Linked DNA regions of Dromaius novaehollandiae: region 2 is linked to region 1. The links are chromatin contacts, called in public Hi-C maps. All regions are on one chromosome and are shown on one strand. Each heading gives the region's core, a stretch centred on a gene start, on an enhancer-like site or on the middle of the called end of the contact. The rest is flanking DNA. Distances are from core to core; before and after follow the strand shown.

The links. A called contact is a pair of places that touch in the nucleus more often than the background predicts.
Region 2: a Hi-C map of brain shows a contact between it and region 1, with 5 times the contacts expected there. The contact joins the promoter of EMX1 here to the promoter of LOC112996365 in region 1. A contact is called at or near these places in 2 of 4 Hi-C or Micro-C datasets (brain and liver).

What each region holds. Positions count from the first base shown.
Region 1 is chr4:86,308,154-86,312,992 of bDroNov1.hap1, reverse strand. LOC112996365 (homeobox protein notochord-like) reads left to right here and starts at 3,225. Exons shown (of 3, transcript XM_064511774.1): 1 at 3,225-3,441; 2 at 4,361-4,545. The coding sequence starts at 3,225.
Region 2 is chr4:86,479,116-86,483,646 of bDroNov1.hap1, reverse strand. EMX1 (empty spiracles homeobox 1) reads left to right here and starts at 1,862. Exons shown (of 3, transcript XM_064511670.1): 1 at 1,862-3,128. The coding sequence starts at 2,789. It overlaps LOC135328331 (a long non-coding RNA gene), which reads right to left and starts at 2,928. Exons shown (of 2, transcript XR_010389173.1): 1 at 2,788-2,928.

The DNA of each region.
Region 1 (4,839 bases), core at 1,976-4,475:
TCGCTAACTGGGATCCCTGCTAACTGGGATCCCTGCTAACTGGGATTCCTGCTAACCAGGATCCCTGTTAACCGGGGGGCTGGCCGGGATGCCAGTAATTTTAGATAAAAATAATAAAAAATGCTTTTAGAGCCCTGCCCTTGAGCCAGGCGGCCGGCGGAGGCTGCGCAGGAGCCCGGCGAGGCTGCGGCCCCCCTGCACGGGGTGGGGGCTCCTGGGTGGTCCCGCCACTCCAACGGGCCGAGCTTGTAACGCACTTATTGCCGCTAATTTGGCCTTTCCGGTTAGGAAAAGGCATTTTCCTTCTTGCTTATAAAACCACCCGTCTCCCGGCCCGCAAGGCAGTAGCGGCGAGCGGCGGACAGGAGCATCGCGCTCGGAGCCGCCTTCACCGGGTCAAGTTTATCGAGCGGAGAAACGCGGCTGCATATCTTAAAGCACTTAAGGGAGAGATTCATCCCGCCTCCCAAATCCGGGCGGAGACCTTTAGCGAGAGCAAACGCAGCGGATATGCAGCGTGCGGATAGTCCTGGCATGCAAATAAAACCGAAGGGGCCTTTGCAAAGCTGGACGGGAGCGGCAGCCGCGGTGGCTCGGTGACATGCCGCGGGCGCAGAGCCTCCATCCATCGCCGCGGCCTCCATTCCCCGCTTTCCCGGTCCTTCGGAGGCTGCAGGGAGCTGGGACGGATCCGGAGCCTCCGGGGGCAGCCGGCAATCCACAAAGCGCCCAGACGGCCCTTTCCCCGGGCCTAATGACCATCATTGTTATTAATTAGCTCAGGAGCTTTTCCTCCTCCAGGGCTGCGGGAATAACGGAGGTTCCCCCCCCACCCCCCGCCGAAGCGGGAGCCGTCGGGGTGCACGATGCCAGCCTTTGCCCACCTTGTCACCCCCCCCAAATTGTCCCCATCTCGCCAGTGCAAGGCGAGGAAACTGAGGCACAGGGTCGGTTTTCCAAAAAATATCCATGGGATTTGGGAACCCACCTCTGCGGGAGATGCGTGCGCAGGGCATCAGCAGCCTGGGGTGGGGGGGGGGAGATGCTTGCAGCACCCCAAATGCAGCGCTGCAGTTTTTGGGGGGGTAGCGGGGCAGTGTGTGAGCTCTGCAGGGCCGAGCCGAACGGGGGGGCCCTGATCCTGCGTCGCGGGGGCCCCCGCAGCAGCTCTGCGGCACCCGGCCGAGCCGCCCGTGTTGACTCTGCCCAAACACGGCTGTGTTTGCCCTCGCGGGGGGGGCGCGGAGCTGGCGCTTTCGCAAGCGTTTGAAGGGGGTTAAGCCCTTCCCGGGGGCGCCGGGCTGACACGGGGGGGGCCGGGGGGGGGGGTTTGCTGAGCAACCTGGGCGGGAGGGAGAGGGAAAAAAAGGGAGGGAAAAAGGGAAAGTGCCTCCTCGTGAAATGGGGCCGGGGGCCTCCTGCAGACGTGGGCCCGGCTCTCGGACCCCCCCCCCCAGTCCCATTTCCTCCCCAATAAAACGGCGAAGCGTGGCGGGGGGGGGCTTTTGCCGGGGGCCCGCTCCCCCGCCGGGCCAGGGACCAAGGTGTGACTTTTCCCAGCTCGTTAGCAGAAGCTGCGCGATTTTAAGACCCTCAAAACCTAATGACCATCTGAATCCCATCAGCAGGGCCCTGCCAGGGGCGCGGGACCACCCCCGGCTCCGCCACCGCCTCCGAGCACGTCCCTGGTCACGTCCCTTCGCCTCGCTGGCCCCGCCATGGCTCTGCCCCCGTGGCAGAAAGGGTCGGGCCTGCTGATGGCTCAAGGGGATGGAGGGCCACCACGAGGCCCCGCTCCCCACGTCCCCCCGGGCTTGCTGAGTGGGGGCCTTGGGGTGACGCTGGCCCCACACCCCCGTTCCTGCCCCACTTGGGGGCCAGAGCCTCCTGCAGGGAAAGAGGACATGGGGGACAGCCCCACGCTGAGGGCAGGGGACACGGTGACAACCCCACACCAAGGGCAGGGGACACAGTGACCACCCCACGCTGAGGGCAGCGGCACACATGGGGGACAACCCCGTGGTGAAGGCAGAGGACATGTTGGGGGACAACCCCACACTGAGGTCAGGGGACATGCTGACCACCCCATGCTGAGGGCAAGGGGACCCATTGGGGGACAGCCCCACATGAAGGTCAGGGGACCCATTGGGGGACAGCCCCACACCAAGGGCAGGGGACACGGTGATGACCCCATGCTGAGGGCAGGGGACACATTGGGGGCAGCCCCATGCCGAAGGCAGGGGACATGGCAATGACCCCACACCAAGGGCAGTGGGCCCATTGGGGGGCAGCCCCACACCAAAGGCAGGTGACATGGTGATGACCCCACACCAAGGTCAGGGGACACATTGGGGGGCAGCCCCACACCAAGGGCAGGGGACATGTTGGGGTCAGCCCCACGCCAAGGGCAGGGGACACACTGGGGGGCAGCCCCATGCCGAGGGCAGGGGACATGGTGATGACCCCACACCAAGGTCAGGGGACCCGTTGGGGGCAGCCCCACACCAAGGGCAGGGGACATGTTGGGGTCAGCGCCACGCCAAGGGCAGGGGACACATTGGGGGGCAGCCCCATGCTGAGGGCAGGGGACATGGTGACAACCCCACAGCAAGGGCAGGGGACCCGTTGGGGGGCAGCCCCACACCAAGGGCAGGGGACACATTGGGGACAACCGCAATGCCGAGGGGGGGCAGCCCCATGCCGAGGGCAGGGGACACGGTGATGACCCCACACCAGGGGCAGGGGACCCATTGGGGGGCAGCCCCACACCAAGGGCAGGGGACACATTGGGGACAACCGCAATGCCGAGGGGGGGCAGCCCCATGCCGAGGGCAGGGGACACGGTGATGACCCCACACCAGAGGCAGGGGACCCATTGGGGGGCAGCCCCATGCCAGGGGCAGGGGACACGGTGATGACCCCACACCAGGGGCAGGGGACCCATTGGGGGGCAGCCCCACACCAAGGGCAGGGGACACATTGGGGACAACCGCAATGCCGAGGGGGGGCAGCCCCATGCCGAGGGCAGGGGACACGGTGATGACCCCACACCAGGGGCAGGGGACATGCTGGGGGCAGCCCCAGGCCGAGCGCAGGGTCCCGCGGGCGCGGGGCCGGGCCGCGCCGCCGCTCCCCGCCCCTCGGGGCAGAGGGGCCCGGCGGGACCCTCCCCGCGGCGGGCTATAAAGGCGGGCGGCGGCGCCCCCCGCGCAGCTCCCGCCGCCATGCCGGCCCCGGGGCCGCCGCCGCCGCCCGGCCAGGCCTTCACCATCGCGGCGCTGCTGGGCCGCGCCTCGCCGCCGCCTCCCGCCGCCCCGCCGCGCTGGGGGGCGCCCGCCGCCGCCCCGCCGCCGCCGCCACCACCCCCGGCCCCGGCCCCGCCGCCGCTCTGCGCCGCCTGCTGCGGGCCGCCCGCCTGGCCCGCCCGCCTCGGCGCCACCGGTACGGCCCGGCCCGGCCCTGCCCTGCCCTGCCGCGGGGGCGCGAAATGGCGGAGCCTCCTCGGGGGGGACCTGCTGCTGCCTCCTGAGGGGGGACCGGCTGTGGGGACCGGCTGTGGGGACCCTCCTGAGGGGGGACCGGCTGTGGGGACCTTCTTGAGGGGAGACCCTGCTGCTGCCTCCTGAGGGGGGACCGGCTGTGGGGACCCTCCTCAGGAGACCTGCTGTGGGGGGGGACCCTCCTGAGGAGACCTTCTGTGGGGTGGGACCCTCCTGAGGAGACCTGCTGTGGGGACCTTCTTGAGGGGAGACCCTCCTGCTGCCTCCTGAGGGGGGACCGGCTGTGGGGACCCTCCTGAGGAGACCTGCTGTGGGGACCTTCTTGAGGGGAGACCCTCCTGAGGAGACCTGCTGTGGGGGGGGACCCTCCTGAGGAGACCCTCTGTGGGGACCTTCTTGAGGGGAGACCCTCCTGCTGCCTCCTGAGGGGGGATCAGCTGTGGGGACCCTCCTGAGGAGACCTGCTGTGGGGACCTGCCATGGGGACCCTCCTGAGGGGACCTGCCATGGGGGACCCTCCAGCTGCCTCCCCTGAGAGGGGACCTTCCATGGGGACCCTCCTCGGGGACCCTCTTGCTGCCTCCCCTGCGATGGGACCCTCTATGAGGACCCTCCTCAGGGACCTTCCTGCTGCATCCCCTGCCATGGGGACCCTCCATGGGGACCTGCCACAGGGACCCCTCCAAATGGAGCCCTCTCTAAAGAGGGTCTTCCCATCACCCCCCCACCCCATAGAGGGGACCCCCCCCAGGAGCTCTCCAAAGTGGAGGACCCCACCCTTCTGGACCCTTCTGTAGGGGACCCCCCCCCCCCCGAGGTGCCTCTCTGTCCCTCTTGACTCACCCCGCTCTCTTCTCCAGGCTACCTGCTGTCCAAGTGCTGCTTCCCCATCTTCAAGGCCAAGGCGGGCAAAGCCAAGCGGGTGCGGACCATCTTCACCAGCGAGCAGCTGGCCCGGCTGGAGAAGGAGTTTGCCCGGCAGCAGTACATGGTGGGCGCGGAGCGGTGCCTGCTCGCCGCGGCCCTCCACCTCACCGAGGAGCAGGTAAGGCCCCGCCGCTCTCCTGCCGTCTCCCGCCACCCCAAGGGTCCCTCCTTTTTGCGGGGGGTTCCTGATCCTGAGTATGCAATGGGAATTCTCCCCTTGTTTGGGGAGAAAAGTCCAAAGCGAGAACCTGGGATGGGGTCTGGAGCTGCGTAGCTGCTCCATCACTCCTGGCCACCAAGTTCTGCCCTGGGGCTGGGTTTTCCCTCCTCTGGGACTGGAGGGAGGGCAAGGTGTTGCTCCACGGAAATTTGGCTGTGTCCTTGGACGGTGACATGTCCTGGGAGGTGGGAA
Region 2 (4,531 bases), core at 613-3,112, 170 kb before region 1:
GGGGGTGCCGGGGGGCAGAGGGCCCCGCTGCCTGCGTGCTCGCCCCGAGCATCCCCACGGGCAGCCCCTGATCGCCAGCCCCGGGGCTGGTTGGCGGTGCCCGTCCTCTCCCGCTCTCCCACTTTTTCACTCCTCTTTCGTTTGCTCCTTGGAAAAACATCACCGTCATATTTGAAGGGGCATCACCTTCCCCCGCCCCCCCCCAGACCCCCCTGGCAGGGAGCAGCAGCCCCCGGGGCGGCCCTGCGTGCCCCCCAGCCAGCTGCCCCCCATGCAGCGCCGCGGCCGGTGCCGCTTTCGTTGAAAAGAAAATGTTTTTCTCCTCCACCCGGAGCCCTTTTCGGGCAGAGGCTGAAGTTTTCCTTGCAACCAGCCTCGTCCGCGGCCGGGGGGCTCCGCGCTTTATCCCCGCGGGAATTGCGCTGCCGCGGAGGGGGAAGGGGGCAGCGGGCTCTGCGCGGCCCCGGAGCGGCGGCAGCAAACTGCCGGCAGCGCGGCCGCGGGTGCGGGTTTCCCTCCCCGCCGGGAGCCGCGGAAAGCCCGGCCGCGGCCCTCGGGCTCCGCGGAGGGAGGCAGGGAGGGAGGGAGGCTGCGGAGCCCCGGGACGCGCCGCCGGCCCCGGCCCCGGCCCCGGCCCCGGCCCCGGCGGGCAGCGAGCCGCGACTGCGGCCGGCGAAAATCTCGGAGGGAGAGTGAGCGAAACGCTTTGTGCCCCGGCTCAAGCGGCATCGGGGAAAAAGCAAAAAAAAAGCAAAAAAAAAAAAAAAGCAAAAAAGCAAAAAAAAAGAAAAAGAAAAAGAAAAAAAGAAGAAAAAAGAAAAAACTGAAAGAAAGGGAAAAAAGGGAAAAAAAAGCTCTTTCCTCGGGCATTAGGAAGGGGAGATGCGCAGCAGACACCCGGCCCGGTGGGAATTACCTCTGCGAGCAGCCAGCGCCTGGGAGGATTTTTTCCCCCCCCCCGCAGCGGGTGTTAAAGCCCGGCGAGATCCGCGCGCAACGAAACGGGGGCCCCGCGCCTTCCCGCGGGCGGGCGCGCAGCGGCGCGCAAGGGGCGGCGGAGGCCGGAGCGCTGCCCCGGGCCCGGCGGGATCGCACGGAAAGCCGCAGCTGCCGCCCGGAAAAAAAATCAAATTAAATTAAATCAAATTAAATCGAATTAAATTAAATTAAATTACTCTTCTCCAAAATCGTCCGGACGCGGTACCCGCTCCCTGGCGCGGCGGCTGCTGCATCCGAGCCGGGCGCCGTCCCCGCATCGCCCGTCCTCGGGCTCCGCTCCCTTCCCTTCCCTTCCCTTCCTTTCCCTTCCCTTCCCTTCCCTTCCCTCTTCGGGTGCACCGTCCTCCCCGCCGAGTGCCCTCTCCACCAGCCCTCTTCTTTAATTGCATTTATATAGATATATATAAAAAATAAAATAAAATTATATATATAAAAAATATAGATTATTTTTCTCTCTTTCGCCTCCTCGGAGAGAGGGGGAAAACAAAATCGGTCCGGCAAGGCGCTTGCTCCGTTTCTACCCGCTCAATTCTGCATTTCTTTGAATTTACCCCCGCCGCCCCGCGCAGCCTCGCGGTGCCCCGTCCGTGGAGGCGCCGCGGCCGCGCAGGGCTCCGCGGGCGCAGGGAGGCGGCGAGCGGGGCCGGGCCGCGCCGGGCCGCGGTTTCGCTCCGCGCTGCAGCGCTGCCTCTGCGGCGGGAGGCCGCGGCCGCGGTGCCGCCCGGCGCATTTCGCTCCAGCCAAGTGGAAAATAGACTTTAAACCCGCTTTGTGCGGGAGGGGAGGGGAGGGCAGGGCCCCCTCCTCCGCGGCGGGGGGGGGGAACAAAACTCCGCCGAGCCGCCGGCGCCCGGCGAAGCAGCGGCAAACTGCGGCGCGAACTCGGGACGGGCCCGCGCGGGGGCTGCGCGCCCGCGCCCCGCCGCGCCCCTCACCGCGGCCTTTGGGCGCCGGCGGAAAACCAGCCCCAAACCGTGACTTTTTAAAAATTTCCCCCCCCCTCTCCTTTTTCCCTTTTTTTCCCCCCCTCCCCCCGGGTTTATCCGCGGCCCGCGGGCAGAGCGCGCTGTTGTCGGGGGGGGGGGGGGCGTCGCGTTGAGCGGCGCGCAGTTTGCGCCGCCGGGCCGCGGCCGCGGGAGGGGAGGGGAGGGGGGGGAGAGGGTCGGGCTTCACCTCCCTTCCCCTCCCACCCAAAGCCCGGCGGGTCCTGCGAGCAGCTGGGGAGTTACGAACCGCCGCGAAGGATAATTTTTTTTTTTTAAAGGAGGGGGGGGAAAAAATCACTTTTTCCCTTTTTTTCCTGTTTTTTAGGGAAAGAGCGAGCGGCTCCGCGGGGGACCTCTCCGCGGGCGCGCAGGGGCGGCGCAGCCGCGGCGCTCCGGCCGCCAACTTCGCGGCGCTTCTCCGGGCAGCGGCTCCAGTCCGGCTTTTCGGGCGCTCTCGCCGCGCCTCGGCCCCCCCCCCCCCCCCCCGCTCCCCCGGCGCCCCCCTGCGCGCCCCCCCGCGCCCTCCCCGCGCCCGCGGCAGGTGAGTCCGCCCATCGCGCCGGCCCGCGCCAGGTACCGGCTTTATTTGCGGCGCGGCGGCGGCGGCCCCGGGGGTGCGGGCAGCGCCGGGCACCGCGGCCGGCGGAGCGGGGGGCGCCCGGGGGGGGCCCGCGCGTGTGCGCGCGTCCGCGCTGCCCCGCGGAGGCCTCGTGCCCGCGCCCGCCGCGCGCGCGCCCGCGCAGGAACAGCCCCCCCCGCGCCCCCCCCCCGGCCCCCCCCCCCCCCCCCCGCCGGCGCGCACCATGTTCCAGCCGTCCGCGAAGCGCTGCTTCACCATCGAGTCGCTGGTGGCCAAGGACGCGCCGCTGAGCGCCGACGAGCCGCTGCGCCCCGCCGCGCTGCCCTACGCCGGCCCCGGCCCCGACGCCGCCGCCTTCGCCGCCGGCTTCGCGGGAGCCGCCGGGCGCTCGCTGTACGGCGGCGCCGAGCTCGTCTTCCCCGAGGCCGTGGGGCACCCGGCGCTGCCCGTGGGGCCGCCGCAGCTGCCGCCGCCGCCCGCCTTCTTCGGGCCGCAGCACCGCGACCCGCTCAACTTCTACCCCTGGGTGCTGCGCAACCGCTTCTTCGGGCACCGCTTCCAAGGTGAGCCGCCGTCGGGGCCCCGCGGAGCCGCCCCCCCCCCCCGCGCCCCCCCCGGCGGGTTGGACCTGTTGCCGCGGAGCCTCCGGGCGGCGGGGGCGGCCCGGGGGGTGCCGAGACCGCGGCGGCAGCGCACCCGCGCACACGGCCGCGGCTGCACCCGGGGGGCCTCTGCCCGCACGCCGGGACCGCGGTGCTTTTGCACGGCCGGGCAGTGACAGGGCGCATCTGCCCCCCCCCCCCCCCCCGGGCCCCGGTGCCTTTCGCAGCCCCGCGCCCGGCTCCCGACAACGAAATGCGCCGTCCGCGGGCGCGGAGAGCGCGGAGAGCGCGGCCGGGGGCCCCGCGCGGCCCTGCCGGCCGGGGGGGCGCGTCTGCCGGGGAGAGAGTTGGGGCTGTTGCTGCTCTGAAATGAAGGGAAAGATTTCGCTCGATCTCATCTCCAAAAGGCGCTTTCTTTCCCTTTCCTTTTTTCCCTTCTTTTCTTTTTTTCCTTCTTTCCTTTTTTCCTTCTTTCCTTTTTTCCTTCTTTCCTTTTTTCCTTCTTTCCTTTTTTCCTTCTTTCCTTTTTTCTTCTTTCCTTTTTTCTCTCTCCTTCTCTCTCCTCTCTTCTTTCTTTCCTTTCTTCTTCCTTCCTTTCTGTCTCCTTTATTCCTTATTTCCCTTATTCCTTCTATTCCTTTCTCTTTTTACTTGTCTGTCTCTCTTTCTCTCTCTCCTTCTCTCGTTCGTTCTCTCTTCCTCGTTCTCTTCCCTCCTTCCTCCCTTCCTCCGTTTTCCTCCCTTCCCCTTCCCTCTTTCCTGCCGCCCGCGGTTCTCCGCGCTCCTTACGCGTCGGCGCTGCGACCCCGCCGCGGCTCCCGCTGCCCCCGGCCCCGCTCCGCTCCGCTCCCGGCCCCGCTCCGCTGCCCGCGCTGCCCCCGGCCCGGCCCGACCGGCTCTGGCTGCGCTGCCGCTGCTGCCGCCGGCCCCGAGGCTTCTTCCGTGTGTCTGGGCTCGTTCGTTCCTTCCTTCGTTCCCTCTTTCCTTCTCTATTTCTTTCTCTTTCTCTCTCTTTTTCTCTTTCTCTCTTTCTTTCTCTTTCTCTTTTTCTCTTTCTCTTTTTCTCTTTCTCTTTTTCTTTCTCTCTCTTTCTCTCTCTTTCTCTCTCTTTCTCTCTCTTTCTCTCTCTTTCTCTCTCTTTCTCTTTCTTTCTCTTTCTTTCTTTCTTTTCTCTTTCTCTTTTCTCTTTCTTTTTTCTCTTTCTCTTTTCTCTTTCTCTTTTCTCTCTCTTTCTCTCTTTTCCCTTTCTCTTTCTCTTTCTTTCTCTTTCTTTCTCTTTCTCTTTCTCTTTCTTTCTCTTTCTTTCTCTTTCTTTCTCTTTCCTCTCCTTTGCTCTCCTTCCTCGGGTTTTTCTCTTTCTCAGT